2 separate regions of the Oryzias latipes genome follow, and region 1 is linked to region 2. A link is a contact called in public Hi-C data. All regions are on one chromosome and are shown on one strand. Each heading gives the region's core, a stretch centred on a gene start, on an enhancer-like site or on the middle of the called end of the contact. The rest is flanking DNA. Distances are from core to core; before and after follow the strand shown.

The links. A called contact is a pair of places that touch in the nucleus more often than the background predicts.
Region 1: a contact with region 2 is called in a Hi-C map of embryo, with 3 times the contacts expected there. The contact joins two enhancer-like sites. A contact is called at or near these places in 3 of 5 Hi-C or Micro-C datasets (embryo and fibroblasts).

What each region holds. Positions count from the first base shown.
Region 1 is chr21:26,277,691-26,283,150 of ASM223467v1, reverse strand. It overlaps LOC101157017 (histone deacetylase 4), which reads right to left. Exons shown (of 28, transcript XM_020713280.2): 14 at 2,706-2,972; 15 at 473-659; 16 at 243-376. Among protein-coding and RNA genes, the nearest start is that of twist2, 45 kb to the left of the region's middle. Within about 2 kb of position 3,605, at least 5 of the 8 cell types and tissues checked have an H3K27ac peak or open chromatin away from gene starts, as enhancers often do.
Region 2 is chr21:26,141,346-26,146,209 of ASM223467v1, reverse strand. No RefSeq gene overlaps it. Among protein-coding and RNA genes, the nearest start is that of lct, 13 kb to the right of the region's middle. Within about 2 kb of position 1,844, at least 3 of the 8 cell types and tissues checked have an H3K27ac peak or open chromatin away from gene starts, as enhancers often do.

The sequences.
Region 1 (5,460 bases), core at 2,356-4,855, 140 kb before region 2:
TTCAAACTCTAATTTTATAATATTTGATTTGCATGTGTATATCTTTTGGATCTGGTTATTTCAAAAGTAGCACCCATGCCAAAAAGTGTGAGCACCCCTGCATTCATGAGTGTGTTCAAAATAGGTCCACATTTAAATTGCATAATTACAAGAAAATTGATGGCGATGGGATCCTTTTGCACGGCAAACATATTTCTGGAATTTTAAGGTTGTTTTGATGGAGTGAACTTATCTGGCCTTACCTCACAGTGTGCCCTGAGGCCCGTTTCCTGAAGCCGGGACCAGATGCTCTGAATGCGGCCGGCGTGTTCTGGATGAATCGTGGAGTTTCCACAGATGCACTGATGCTTCTGCATCAAAGAGTCATAAACCAGACCTGGAAAAGTCACAACATGTGAGTTTCTACACAACAAATCAATGAAATGTTGGTGCAAAGACAACCGTAACTTGCAACATTTAAATATATGCAGACCTGTCGTAAACCTGTGTTTGACTGGCGACTCCTGGACTGCCATGGGGAGAGAAGCAGAGGCTGGAGACGACTGCGTCCTGAACAAAGGACGCTTCCCAGCAAGGGTGCCTGGTAAGCTGGAGTCTTCTATAGTGGCCCGGTAGTTTCTAAGCTGGTGAATCCGTTGTTGCTCCAGAAGTAGGGTCTGCTGCTCTCATACAAAAATACACGAGGACAAACATGAAACAAGTGCAGTACTGATGCAAGCCAGCAGAGGGCGCTACATACTTGCAAGTTCCACCATCCAAAATCCATGTAGAAATAATCCTGACTTACTTTTAAAGACAATGCTGTTATATAACTGTAGGAACTGTTGGCTTGGTATTAATGGCCTTTTCTTTAATAAAGATCACATCGGTGAACTCATAATACAAATCTATATGGCATTAAAAATGTTTTAACAGAGACAGCTTTGCTCTAAGTGGATGTTTTAACCTCTTTCCACTGCTTCACTACTCTGATAGGTGTGTCTGGCCACACTGCAGCACGGGCGCTGTAGCTACGGGAGAGCTGAACACGGCTGAGCGCGCCGCAGAGATGGGTGGCACGAGGACACGGTGTCCCAAACGTGCGACAGCTGTAAAGATTAAAATACCTTTCAAAGAGGCAAATAGCACTAAACTGCAGGCGAACTTTGTTTTGTGATGCATGTTTTTGTACTCTGCTGTTACATGTGACAGGAATACAGAACATCACAGTCGGAATTCTGTCATAAACCAAGCCGATCAGTCCGTTTGGGGAACAGCTGGAGTTTCATGCAGTAGTTAAATGCTCCATCTGTCACTGCTACAGTTAGCACGACCACGATGTTTGTAAAGCTCTGAGACGCCATCAAATGGACTTGTTTTTGCCAGTTTGCACCATCAGGCATGTTAGTTCAAGACGATAAATCAGAAGAGAACCACATAAATGTGCATTTCCTGGAATATGCGTTGTCAATAATAGGTTTCCTGGGAAAAAAGGCAACAAAACATGATGACCATAAGACAAAAGAAAAACCGCTTATTTAAGTAAATGAACTACAGAAAATCTTAAATTGCACATTTTGTTGGACAAATCTAATATAAATTCTAAGCTTGTCAAATACATTTAAAGAATTCTAAAGAGCTTGTATGCAGAAATAAAAACTGCATAGTTATTTCCACATTAGCTAAACAAACTGTAGAGAATTATCAGCCTAATAGTATCAAAGCATTTTTATTAGAAAAAGAGAAATGCTAAAAAAAAGTTGGGCCAATTTAGTAGGTGGACTAAAATTTGCAGAATAATTTGAAGTAATGAAAATATAACCAATGAAATGCAACAATAGTTGAAGGAAAGCCTAAAAAAAGCTAACTGCTAATCTAATCGGGCTGCAGGACAGCTGAAATGAGCTAAAAACCTCGAAAGAATGCTTAAAGATAAGTGCTAAATAAGTTGAATAAGCATGAAAATGACTAGAATTAGTGGAAAACTGCCTTAAGTCCCACTCCAATCATCTTTTGATCTATTGTAAAATAGTTCCCAGTGGTCTTTTAATTACAATTATGCCGTTTTTAGCCAAAATAAAAAAAAACTACCAGTATGTTTTCTAGAACATATAAATTTGCCTCTGAGTTTTGGGCGGGACAATGGGCACAGAGCAACCTCGCATCAACTTCTCCTCTCCGTTGCTCTCAGTTTACAGGCTCTCCTGCTAGTTTACAGCCCCTCACACCCCTAACCTAACGTTCCCGGTACAACAAAAAAATGGCGAGCAGTGTTACAGCTCTGCAGCCATACAGATTTGAGCCAGATGCCAGCTCAGACATGGATCTAGTCGTCTACAAGTGGATGCAACAGAATGAGCGGAGCAGGGAGCTTTTTTTTGTTTGTATTTTTCAAACGTCATAATTTGAATAAAGAAATATTCAAAAAATGTCATTTTTGGGTCTTAATTTTCTGAATATAGATGTCCTCTGTCATGATGAAAATGCCACAAGAACATGCTGAAGACACCAAAAACATGATTTTTATCAGAGTGAGGCTTTAAGAGTCCGTACACAGTATGCTCAATTAGCTCATTAAATTGTAATTAAAGAACACGAATATAGACTAAATAAGATCAGCTCTGAAATTTGCTGAATAAAGCTAAAGGGCTTAGATACTCGTCCTACAAAGATGTTCTTCTGTTTAGAGGCATTAGATGATACCCCTGACCGTGATCTTCCATTACCTGTTTGAACAGGAAGTCCGGCTCCGAGTGCCTCTCCCTCTGCTCCCTTTCTTCCTGCTCTTCAGGATCTGGTGGCTCCTGCTTGATGGCCCTTAGCAACCTCGTCTCCTGCATCGGAGCAGAGGAAGGTGACGACGAAGATGAGGAAAGTCCCTGGTGCTCCCTGAGCTCCTCTTCCGTCTCCTCTGGGTGGCTCTGGTGTTGCCTGCCAGGCAATGATGCGCTGGAGCCCACAGCCGAGGCCGGATCACCAGGCTTGGACATGATCTGAGAGGACGGCATGGAGGAGCTCAGTCAGTCCAATACTTCGATTTTTTAAAACTTCAGGTATGCTTGAAGCAATGTACGTTTTCAGAGAGAAAGTTGATTACTGCTACAAAAAACCAAAAACAAATTACAAGGGAAGGAGAATCCCTTGAGCCCGTGAAAGAACAGCAATCATTGCCTCAGACAGTGACGCATGAGGCAAGACAACCGGCCTCTCTTTAACAGCTGTGTGTCCGCCAACAATGTTTTCATTCCAAAAATAGCTGCCTGGTTCAGGCTAAGTACAAAAACAATGTAAAAGACCTCAAGTTTAACCAAACAAAAGCAAACAACAAGCAGTTCCACTGATAAACCTGGTTTGCACTCTGGACTCAAGAAGCCAGAAATAAACTCATTTCTGACTTGGAGCTCACATACTCGACCGGACCTTTGGTGTTTACAGAAACGCTTGTTTATGATGCCTTTTCCTGGAGAAATCCACAAGAGGGCTCCCCAGATTGTATCAAAAAAATGTGCTATGAGACAATGATAATAAACATGAAGGAGGAGGTAGAGATGTACATCCTGACCCGAATGCAGAGTGACGTGAAACTTGAAGGAAAACAACAAAAAGCTGGATAATTTAACGACTCACCGATACAAACATCTTAAAACTAAAGGTTTCCCAAACAGACAGGATTGGTTGATACTTGAAATCCAGGACTTTTCAAAAAATAAAGTTCCTAAGAACTAAAAGGCAGCAATAATTCTTGCCCAATTCCTAATTAAAAGCATGTGCAGTTGTGTACTAATTTGCTTTTAAACCCCTGACAGGATCTCTGTGACTTTGTAATTTATATTGCAAAGTTGGCCCAGCGTGAACCTGTGGGTGAAAGGGAAAACCGAGCCGAGGGCAAGAGTGGAAAAGACAGGAGGAATCGTAGAGGGACGACCGGCGTAATCTTGTTGTGGCAGCTGCCCCTGTCGTTGTCGTCAAAGACCTCAACCTTGGTGTGCAGGTCATGATTGGATGGGACCACTGTTTGTGCACAGACACACACACACACACACACACAGACATGCACAAGCACACACTTGGCTGGCACACTGCCCAGGGAACAGTCCATTGACGTCAGAGAGCAGGCTCTTGCCTCATCCCAGTCCCCCTTCTCCAAACAAACTCAAAACACTCAACCCCTTCTGCTGCACCGTTTCTCACTGTTCCTTTCTTTTTTTGCGTTTTGTTCCCTCTCCCTCTTTTAATTCTCCTTTAAAAAGGAAATGAAGCATACAGGACCTAAATAAGCCTGGTAAATCAGTTGGAATGAGAGAAGCCTGGTGGGACGTCGAGTGGAAAGAGGATGTGATTGGGGACACAGATACCTGACACTTGTTGACTCGCTGCATCTGTGTCGCACACATGAACAGCCACCATGTCATGTGAGCAGGTCTTTGTACACACCTGACTGCTTCAGGTAGTAATCTGAGACTCTTGTGTGGAAATGTAACAGCACCGGGACTTTTACCTTCTTTCTTTCCATTCGTTTTGCCCCGATTTGCCAAAGGTTCCTGGATAATTCTTTTGTGTCAAAGCTCCACTTTCACTGCTGACTAAACTTAATTTAGTCTTTAGGTGAAGAAAAATGTCTTTTGCAAACTGATCTGCATGATGGTACCTGGAACTACAGGGAAACAGTACTATAAAGATTAGAAAATGTCTGTTCGTGTGCGCTAATTGCTCTGCCTAAGGCCACTTTATGAAATAATACCTCCAAACCATGAGTACCAACTACCTTTAGTGTTGAATAGCTGAGCTAATTTAGGCAGAACAAAAACTGAAATCATGAATCAAGTGCTTCATATTTTCAGTAAAATTCCCAATCATAGTGTAAAGTAAGTATTCATCAAAAAATGCCCCCATAGATAAATACCTAATTGGTTATTTTTAATAAGATTTATTATAATGCTAACGCCAAAAGGACATTATTAAATATTTGTGGTCAGGATCCCAAAAACTGAATTTATCACTCCCAGTTTGATTGCTTTCCTTGACTTTTCTGCAGCTCTGGCAAAAGCCGTCAACCTGTAAGAGATGAACTCTGCTCGATTGAGCAACACGGTTTTCTCTCTGACCTGAAGTCTGCCATTGCAGAGTCAAATTGGAGACAACATCCAGCATTTAGTCCGTGCCCGAGTCAGTTGTATAATGGTTCAGTGTGACCTGTGATGTGGCCACCAGTGTACGAACAACTCAGAGTAAGGCTGTTGTTGACTGTATATGAAACCCGGACTGAGTGACCCCTACCAAACAGGAAGCATCCACTGTTTCCAAGAAGCCAAAATGCCAAAAATGACTTTTTAAAATAAAAATCAGCTGAACGTGTGTCACGGATATCTAACAAGGTGAAGGCTGGGTTGACTACACAGGTGAGGGTTGGTGTAGTTCTGTGAATAAATGGATTATATCTAGATGATGGATCAGTGCAGTGACTGTATGAATAAAGACAGA
Region 2 (4,864 bases), core at 595-3,094:
CAGTGTGGTTGTTGTGGGGCTCATGCAGCAGAGGGTGTCAGGAGGAAAGATGGCATGCGGTAGTTTGCAATCACAATCATTCTTCCTTCATGACTCAAAAGGGAGGCTCTCGCCCAGCAAGCATTTGATTAAAGCAACAGTGGAGCATCGGGTCTAATCTTTTTGTCGAATGGAGAGGCGACACGCAGCAGCAGGTTGTTTTTTGTGTGTGTGCATTCAGTGAGTTAAAGAGTCGGAAGGGTCTTTAGGAGGAAGCTGCTTAAAGGCACAAGAAGAAATAAAATGTAAAACAGGTCCATCAATGAGTGTTTGACCTCTGTGAGATCTTTTTTGGGGGGATTCTCTAAATTCTATTCAATTTATACACTAATGATATTTTTTTTGTCACAGATGGTCTATAGATGAGTTCTGCCACCAAGCAACCATGGTCCATCAGAGTCTGTTGGATGTTCTTCAGTTAGATAACAAACAACTGAGAGGATCTTTATGGACTTCAATCAGAACTCACTGCAATGTCAGACTTTCAGCGTATAAACTCGGGGGATTTTTGAGTGTTTTTTAGAACAATTTGCTGTGATAATGTCTCAGTTTTTGCTGTAATATTTGATATCCACACAAAGTTCCAAGTGATAATTAAGCTACGATTAAAAAGATATATTGTAATAATAAAATGCAACAAAGTACAGATACTGCAAAAGTTAGTTTACCATGTTTAATGTGATGTGTTTGTGTTTCCACATTACTTACTTCAGTCACCGAAATAACCAAATAAAGTATTCCAGAATGTGTTATCACTTCAATAAGGAGAAATATTTGGAACGCGAGTGGAGATTTATTTTTTTTGCATTACAGAAAAAAAGGGGAATGAAATAAGGCCATAGTCTTTTGACATCTGGCGTACTTGGGGTGAACTCATATGAATAAACCCCAGAGCCCAGATGTTGATGGTGGTTAGAGGCCAGACCATGACAAAGCAAGGCTCCAGGTGGAGAACAGGGAGGAGGAGGGCCGCCAAAGAATGAAGAGAGATGATGGCAAGTGACGTAACAACCTGGAATTGTGGCAAATCTTCCTTGTGAAAATTGGCACTGAACTAACTTATACTGTAAAACCTGCAAAGAAAAAAAAAGACGATTGAAAATAATAAAACAAATATGGTCAAACAAGTAAAATTTCAGGCTTTTGATGAAAAACTTGGATGCCCAACTTTTGTTTTGTCGGCTTCTATTTTTTCATGACTTGATTGTTGTTTAAAAAATATTATAATAAGACAATAATAGTGAAAGGTGATGTTTCTGATAACAGAAAAAAAAAATTGCCCAGACGGATGAAACTCAAAGGAGCCAAATACATTTGTAGTTCGGACAGAGAATCACGACGTTCTGTGGAGTTACAGCTGAATATCTAGCTGAATATTTTAAATGTCAAGGAATAAAAGGTCATGAACTTTCACAAACTGGTGTCATTTGCATTTATTTTTAATCTGCTCCAAAGTGTTCAGGTCTAAATTTTTTGTGACACTAAAGTTTCCTTTGTTGGCCTTTTGGCTTGCAGTTGAATGTCCCAGCCAAAAGAGGGCGCTAAAGATCCTTCCTGTGACAATCTGTAATGTGTTTATGTATTAACAATAGTTTAAGATTTTTTACCTCATTTTATTTTGTTTTACAACCATCAGCAAACCCAGCAAAACTTTCATGAGTTGATCAGGCCGACCTGGGAATTGTTCCATCAAACTATTTGTAGATGTTTTCTTCCAGCTTGACTCAGAGCCGTCCTGCAGGCTCTGGCCCTTTAGATTCTCCGTGGTTCTCTGTGAAGTGCAAAGCCGAACTGAGCGTGTGCAGAACAGGCGGTGGTGTCAATTAGTGTGTACATCCTGTTGAGAGGGCAGGTCACAGAAGTGGGTGGCTCAGCGGGGAGGCACAGACTTGAGGTGTTAAAAGGCATGAACTGTTTGTACTGTTTCACTCAGCTGCTTTCTGCTATTGAGACGGTCTCAGTCACAGTTGCAGGTAAAATCATACAGGTGTCCCTCCTTAATCCCTTCACCCCATATGTTGCTATGGTAACTACCAGTTTTTTTAAGTCATCATAAACTTGAATAGAAAAAACACTAAAGAATATTTATTTTTATAATTGGAAATACACTCAGGCGTGAAGGGGTTAGATAAAATAAGATGTGGTTTACCTTTTTTTTTTGTTATTGATCTTAAGCTAAATGATCAGATGCTGTGAAAGTCAGTTTCTGACAAAGACAGCTCACTGTCGCCATCAAAGGGTCATTCCTGGAAATGAACAAACGCTCCAGAGACGTGACAAAACATTTAGCTTTTTCATGTTTACGTTTGAAATAAAATCACATAAAACTGTCAAAATCAAAGCAAATCAACTACAAAAGTTTGATTTAACAAGGTAGACAAACAATGATGTTACATGTTCATCTGAAGCTTTTATTTTGTTTCATTAAAAGCAGGATGAGAAGTGATCATCTTTATTGATATAATAAAGATATAATACTGATGTCACAAAGTTAATAGGAAACTGATCAATCTCTTTCTAGATATACTAAAGTGGGTGGAAAGGTTAGCGTATCGTTTTGTAATTGTTTAGTGGAAAGTCATTTTTTGTTGTAGCTGCAGCTGATGAAGTCATTTGGGCACAAATGCCATAAAATGTACTGTCATGTGAAAAAATTTGGACAAAGCCTGTGAATGTTTCCCACATATTTGGATACAAACACGTTTAAAATCAATTTGAACATCACAGAGTGATCCAAGTGACACTTCACACTTAAGACACATTTAAGGGGCTGGTAGATGACACAAAATAGTGTCTCAATGACGCGATTTTAGCCTAAGGAGCAAAAACAGCTAATATGAGGCAGGAGGTCCAAGTTTTGACCTCTATTACAATATAATTTTCTGTCCCGATCTTTTTTTCTATGCGTTGAATAATTATAATGTTTTAGTTTGATTTTTATTTAATCACTTTCTTTTCTAGAAATAAAAAAAAAACATTTGACATTTGACATTCATATGTGAACCTTTTTTTTCAAAACAGAGCTGATTATTTAATGAGGATTTCACATTTCTTCACATGACTGTGGCTTCTATGTGGTGTTGGATTGGTTATGCATAAAAATGCAACTGCAAAACTCCATCCATCCGTCCATCCTGTCAGGAACTGGAGGTGTGGGACCCAAAAATGCAGAACACCAGGATTGGTGAGAGAAACTTAAGCATTAAAAAATTAACCAGAACATGATCAAAACCATGGCGAACCAAAAAGGGTGACACAGCAGATCAGATGACCTGACGAGATTGATTTGATTTTAATTTGATTGGATAGCCCCAATCTGATCTATCCATCCATCTTGTTAACCTGCTATATCTCTTTCAGGGTCAGGGGGTTGCTGGAGCCTGTCCCAGCTACTGTCGGGAGAATGCGGTGTACATCCCGAATGGGTCACCAGTCTGTCACAGAGTTCACAATCACTCCCAAACACACTCGCGCTTGCACATCTGGGGACACTTTAACTTTAAAGTAATCAGTCAACTTATGAAGGACGTTTTGGACTGTTAGAAGCAAGGGGAAAATCCACGCATGTGTAACCTTCTCTTTGCTCCTACTGCTCCACAGGGGGTGCGGTCCACTGTGGTAGAGGGGAATTTTTCTTTTGCTCAGGTTGGGTGAAGGCTTGGGTCAAATTTTACCTATCAAGGTTAATACTATCCACCCCAAGAATTTCACACGACACGTACAGAAAATGATAACAAATGTATTAATAACAGAATTATACTCAACAGTTTCAAAATAAAAAATTGTTCAAAATAAATAAATAAAAAACCACTGAGATCTCAGGGAAAATTGCAGTTTGGAGCTCCAAAAAAAAGAAAGAAAAAAAACCCACAAAAATACCCTCAATTGTGAGTGCACTCAACAGTCCTACCGCCCTCTAATGTCCAGGAATGCAGTTCACGGAGTCGGTTTGGGTGTAAGGGGATGATGGGATGGGACCAACGGTCTCTTCACTCAAGGAGGGAAATTATCCAAGATGGAGGCGTAGAAGGACCGGGAACAGAAGACGGCAGACGAAAGAAAAACTCCTCTGGAATGTCACATAAAAAAAAAAACCAGCCTGCACAACGTGCAGAAATATTATTCATTTAACTCTCATTCACTAGAAATTTAATTAAAACAGTTCAAAAAGTTTTTTTCTTTTTCCTATTCACAGCATATCAACAACATACAATGTTTTTCCACATTTATTAACTGCATAACCAGGTTATAATAACCAATGTGACTGAATATAAAAACTGAAAAAATTCTTATAAAAAGTAATCAAAGTTATCCCGACTGGTTTTAATGTAATCCTGTGCACGCGGCAACTCGGTTTAGCATGCTAACACAGCGGTTTGAATAGCTGCAATAACTCACCAGGATATCCGTTGTACAAGTAAAAAAAAATCTTCAGTGCAGTTTCAACAAGCACAGCTCCAGCTTAAATCAAAAAGCTTTCTGGGTTTTATTTTCTTTAAACTCCAATATCAATATGGCTATTCGCTCCCACGTTCTGTTTGCGTCTCTGTGACTGCACACGGTGTTCCAAAAAAAAATCAATCCCACACAGATCTCAGTAAGAGTGAGATGATCACTCTGAGCTAAAAATAAAATCTGTACGCAAAACAATGCACTTTTAACAAAGATGGTAGACAGTTAAGATGACCACTCTTAATTAACATTTGTTAACATTAACTTTGTTAGGAAAAAAACATTTTTCCTCTTATAAACAAAAACCAACAACAGCAGGCTACCTCCAAGTGCTATATGAAGAGTGGGGTCACACCACCTGGGTTACACATGC